Linked DNA regions of Sus scrofa: region 1 is linked to region 2. Evidence: chromatin contacts called from public Hi-C data. All regions are on one chromosome and are shown on one strand. The core of a region is the stretch at or near the end of the contact, and the rest is flanking DNA. Distances in the headings are between cores, read along the strand shown.

Evidence for each region. Hi-C and Micro-C count contacts between places; a contact is called where the count stands out from the background.
Region 1: a contact with region 2 is called in a Hi-C map of retroperitoneal adipose tissue, with 1.7 times the contacts expected there. The contact joins two enhancer-like sites. A contact is called at or near these places in 7 of 47 Hi-C or Micro-C datasets (epiblast stem cells, fetal heart ventricle, heart right ventricle and 4 more) and 1 of 2 datasets of contacts at active chromatin or transcription factors (alveolar macrophages).

What each region holds. Positions count from the first base shown.
Region 1 is chr6:103,377,558-103,380,504 of Sscrofa11.1, reverse strand. No RefSeq gene overlaps it. Among named protein-coding and RNA genes, the nearest start is that of MRLC2, 30 kb to the left of the region's middle. Within about 2 kb of position 1,289, at least 14 of the 83 cell types and tissues checked have an H3K27ac peak or open chromatin away from gene starts, as enhancers often do. A contact at or near this core is called in alveolar macrophages and retroperitoneal adipose tissue, where this site is marked.
Region 2 is chr6:103,218,035-103,220,734 of Sscrofa11.1, reverse strand. No RefSeq gene overlaps it. Among named protein-coding and RNA genes, the nearest start is that of TGIF1, 15 kb to the left of the region's middle. Within about 2 kb of position 1,429, at least 31 of the 83 cell types and tissues checked have an H3K27ac peak or open chromatin away from gene starts, as enhancers often do. A contact at or near this core is called in alveolar macrophages and retroperitoneal adipose tissue, where this site is marked.

The DNA.
Region 1 (2,947 bases), core at 40-2,539, 160 kb before region 2:
TAAAAATAAACACATTCTTTGAAATATAAACTATTGAAAATCTAGTCTGAATAGGCTCAGTAAGTATGTCATCTGGGAAATATGAGTGAGGATGAGAAGGTTTATCACATACTGAAATTTTGAGAAAAGTTTTCTTGGACAGAAAAATGGCAAAGATCACATACTGCACACAGCACACCCAATCTTTTAGGTGAACCTCTTAGAGCAGATGTTGTCATATGCACTTTTAGACACAATAACTAGAAGTGTCACTAGATGGCACTATAATCCTTGGTACTGTAGTAACTTCTTCATGAAGTTGAGTCAAAAATCATGAATAAAAATATGCAGAAAGCATCAGTCCCCAAAATGCTGTAACTTTGTCAGTATTGTTTCCTAAAGGGGAAGAATGGATGATAAAATCTATTACAGTGAAATTCATACTATTTTTGAACCCCAAAATGCAGGGAACAATCTCTAAGTCTTCTTTTTACAATGCTGCATTCATCCATTCATTCATTTACAATTATTGAGTGTTTTGATAGTGTCAGGAAAGTTCTCAGGCCAGGGATCGAACCAGCACCACAGCAGTGCTATTTTTGAGATGAAAAGACAAGCATAGAGGGAATTCTTGTTGTGGCACAGCTGAACCAATCCAACTAGTATCCATGAGGACATGGGTTCCATCCCTGGCCTTGCTCAGTGAATCAAGGATCCATCATTGCCTGAGCTGTGATGTAGGTCACAGACGTGGCTCCTGATCCCATGTTGCTGTCACTGCGGTATAGGCTGGCAACTGTAGCTCCGATTAGACCCCTAGCCTGGAAACTCCCATATGCCACGGGTGTTGCCCTGGGGGCAAGGGTGGAGGCACAGAGCCAGTGGATGTGTATGAAAACATTTTGTAAAATCACACTCTCTATATGAATGCTAGTACTACCTCAGGACTGTTGAGAACTATTTCTAGCAGTGGTTGCATTTACACAATAAACCAGTAAGTCACACAGCCTAAGCTAAGTAAGATCAGCCTAAACACAAATGACCATGAGACTGTTTTTAGCGCAGCTGTTGCCCGCCTTGTCTACCTCTTGGAAATACCATCAGAATCAAAATGAAGTAGACAGATCCGAGGTGTTTTGGCAGAGGATACCAGAAGTAGCCTGGCGGATGTTTGAGTGGGTGTGTTTCAGTACAAAAATGTGTTTCAGCGCATCCTGCGGGAAGCCATCCTAATCTTTTACCAGCCCCACTTCTCCCGCCGTTGGTTTTTGCTCCCGGTGCACAGTACTTCCTTTCAGCCGCTTGTTCTGAATGAGCACAATGACGATGCATTTTTCCTGCCAGACATTGCCAACCAGCACAGCAAAAGTAAATCTGAATGCTTGATTCACTTTTTGTAATCATCGGAGTATAAATTGACAGTGACTCACTTAGGAGGTTGTGCTTGTTGTACTTTGCTCAAGTTCCCCTTTTATGTGTGATCTTTTTATTCAGTGATTATTTCCGGAAGTGGATATTTGTCCGCGTGTTGCGGGTGATACAGAGATTCTGAATCCACTCTCCAGCCCTGGATGGTGCAAGTCGTAAAGGTTAGGTTTCTCCTGTCACCAGAATCCCAAGCATGGCTGTGTCCATCCGTGTCTGTGCCAGGGCTACCATGGCTGATGTCCCAGCAGCTCACTGAAGAGGTCACACATGGTTTCTGAGAAATGCCTGCTCTGACATGATACTCACTAGCATCTCAGCGCTACCATCGTTTGCCTTCCTGGCAGCCAGTCACATGGCTGAGAACACAAGTAAACACATGAAAAAGAAAAACCTCCATATTAAGAGTTATATGGAAAATATTCAAGATTTCCTGCTTATTTTAGAGGCAGTTAAAGAAATCCAGTGTGTTATCCATGTCAGGTCCCTACCCACTTATAAACAGTTGAGAGGAGGGTCCACTTGTTGAAAGGTGTCTTGAGAGAGAAGCTTCCACTTCTCAGACTGGAAGACTAAGGCCCTCATCTCCCAAGTCTCCCTGAGGTACCTCAGCCGGTGGGGCAGCAGCAGCCTCCCACTCCAGGCTCTTTCTAGCCTCCACTGGGTCCTTCTCACCTGGCTGATCAGACAGTAGCCTTGGCTGCTCTACCCAACTCAAGAGCTTTTTCCTTTGTCTTAAAATTGCCCTTGTGGAGTTCCCGGGTGGCTCAGTACGTTAAGGACCTGGCATTGTTACTGCTATGGCTCTGGTGCTGTGGTGTGGGTTCGATCCCTGGCCTAGGATGTTCCCCATGCCATGGGCATAGCCAAAAATTTTTTAAATAAAAAAATAGGAGTTCCCGTCGTGGCGCAGTGGTTAACGAATCCGACTAGGAACCATGAAGTTGCGGGTTCAGTCCCTGCCCTTGCTCAGTGGGTTGACGATCCGGCGTTGCCGTGAGCTGTGGTGTAGGTTGCAGACGCGGCTCGGATCCCGCGTTGCTGTGGCTCTGGCGTAGGCTGGTGGCTACAGCTCCGATTCGACACCTAGCCTGGGAACCTCCATATGCCGTGGGAGCGGCCCAAGAAATAGCAAAAAGACAAAAAATAAATAAATAAATAAATAAATAAAATAAAATAAAAACATAAAAATAAAATTGCCCTTGAATTCAGCTCCCTCTCTCTTCTCCCCACATAGTGTTTTTACATCTCGGGTGCCCACACCTTGAATGTAAAAACAAAGAGACAAGCATCTGTAAACAGGGAACCATGTCTACACTCATGGAAACAAACAGTAGTCTCAGAAAACAACTAGGATGGCAGATTTCAATCAGTGACTCAGAAACTTCTCAAGCAAGAAATATGTGTACCCCAGACTTGCTCTACCCTCATTTCAGGTCTTAGTTCAGCTCTAAGTGTTTGCAGCCATTTCCTTTTTAAACTCCATTTCATTCATACAGCTTTCGTCCCCCTACCTTGTTTGTTAGTCTGGCTATTTCTATCC
Region 2 (2,700 bases), core at 180-2,679:
TTGTTTGTTTGATTTATTCAATGATTTTGAGAAAAGCCAATGTGTATATTTATGTTAGTTAATTTTTCTTTCCCAACCTATCTGTACAGTAAATCTTCACAATCTGGGGCATCACTTATTTTAAAATCTCTAATCAATAATCTTTCCAATTGTAATGTTTTCTGGTAGCATCTGGAAATCCAGTATTGAAATGAAAAATGTTAGATTGATTTGGAACAGAAGATAGAATTTGTATTGAACACTTTGTTATTATATTATTATTGCAATAGTTATTGAACACTTTGGGGGCATATCCCACTTTGTCCTCACAACCTGAATGAGAGATGTTATTCCCATTGTGTAGCACAGGAAACAGACTCATCTCAGTTCAGCTTGTTGTGGTTACCAGGTAGAAGAGCCCACATTCGCTGCGTGATTCTGCAAGTTCACAGTTTTCCACTCAAAATGCCTGAAATGAAGCACATTGGAACTGTCCCATTTTTATCAGTCTGTTCAGTAAAGATTGGATGGTTGCTTTGACAGCTGATCTATACAAGTTTTATCTTTCGAGAACCTCCAATTACCCTTCTAGCGAATGCCCCTCCCCTCCCCCACTCCATTTCCCTTCGGCCACGTCTGTTTCTCAGGCTGACTTGCAGGATTTGACACATCCTCCTGGCTTCCTGAACCTTATGACTAGCCAGAACCCGAAATAATGAACTCTCCAATGCCAAGAAATCTGTTTTGTAGCTTCTCTGTGTAAGTCTTAACACTTAATCTGTTATTCAATGTATTTCATTTCCCTTTCTAAGTGTCAGCTTTCTGAGCCCGTGACCTTAGCCTGGTACCTTTTTTTAGTAGGTTTCTGTTTTTTATTTTGACTGTGAGAATCTTAAGACTCATTCTAGTGGCTACAGTTACTCTACTGCTCCTTTCAGTTTCCTCTGTACAGAAAATGTCTTTGACGCTGAATTTCCCCAAATAGAGATGAAAGACTGCTCTGGGGAGATACAGCTTCAATGAATAACTCCCGAAGTTTTAAAAGGCAAGAGAAGATATATGACAATGCCATCCTTTCCTCCGACCCCCCAGACATCCAACCGTTTGTGAAACAGGGCTCTGTGCGCTGATTAGAGCCAGAGCTCTTACATGATCTACACCATGGGGGAAAGATCAGGTTTAAAACGAAATTTTTTTAGTAATAATAAAATAAGTATCTCCATGGGAAAAAAAAAAAAATAAGGCAGAACATTATTTTCCCTTCAGAGACTTAAGAGGTAGCAAGAACAAAGCTTGCCTGTGTAAGTTTTTTAGAAGAACGGCCACTTCTAAGCTTGACTAAAAGATTAACTTTATTTGGTGAGATGTGTTGCTATGTGCAAGCAGGCGCTGCCCTGATTCGCCAACTCCCCGTTAATTTGAACCTACAGAGGCACCTTTGATCCGCTCTCTCGGCCTCACCGGCTTTCCCAGTTGGCTCGGGATACATCAAAAGAACTGTAAAGCAGACACTAATCTCAGCCTTCCTGTTTCTGCGTCTGCTCGCTGGGCTCACACAACAGCCTGTTTTCTTCCACTGAAGGGCGTTTTCCATGATAACACTTGGTGTCCCAATGTTAAACGGACAGTTGGGGGGCGGGGGGTCTCTCTTTGTAATTCAAATCGATACCAAAGGAGGATCAGGGCTCTTCAGCTCCTGTGCAATGACACTGATGCCGTATGTAAACCAGTGTCTGCGGGCCTGATGCTGGAGGTAACAAGGAGAAAGAGTCCTGTTGAGGGGAACTCTTATCAGCAAATCAGCTAAGTGTGATATATTCTGCCATCCAGATGGCAATGAGAGGAGTTCGTGGTAGCTCAGCAGAAAGGAATCTGACTAGTATCCATGAGGAAGCAGGTTCAATCCCTAGCCTTGCTCAGTGGGTTAACGGTCTGGCATTGCTGTGGCTGTGGTGTAGGCTGGCTGCTACAGCTCTGATTTGACCCCTAGCCTGGGAACTTCCATTTGCTGTGGGTGAAACCCTAAAAAGACGACAAAAAAAAAAAATGATGGCAATGAGATAACAGGTTTGGATGATGTTAACCGGGCTCAGGTCAAGGGCTGGGAATTCTGAATTACAAACATATGGGGGAGTTCCTGTCGTGGCACAGAAGAAATGAATCCAACTAGGAACCATTAGGCTGCGGGTTCAATCCCTGGCCTCGTTCAGTGGGTTAAGGATCCAGCGTTGCTGTGAACTGTGGTGTATGTAGGTCGTAGACTTGCCTTGGATCTGATGTTGCTGTGGCTGTGGTGTATGCCGGCGGCTCTAGCTCTGATTAGACCCCTAGCCTGGGAACCTCCGTATACCGCCAGTGCAGCCCTAAAAAGCAAAAACAAAACAAAACAAAAAAAACCATATGGGAATGTTCCTGACCAAGACACACTTATGTTTAAGGATGAAAGACTAGATAATATCCGGTCTTTTAAAATTTTTTAATGAAAACTTTATTGGCTTCTCATCCTTTCTACATTTAATTATAAGCCCATACTAGTTACCAGTCCTTGGCCTTTATTTCCCTTTGGAGGCCCAGACAATTTTGACCTCCAGGATTTTATGCATCTGCATTTGGACTTTTAAAAGTGCTTTATTCTTTTTTTTTTTTTTTGTCTTTTGTTGTTGTTGTTGCTATTTCTTGGGCCACTCCCGCGGCATATGGAGGTTCCCAGGCTAGGGGCTG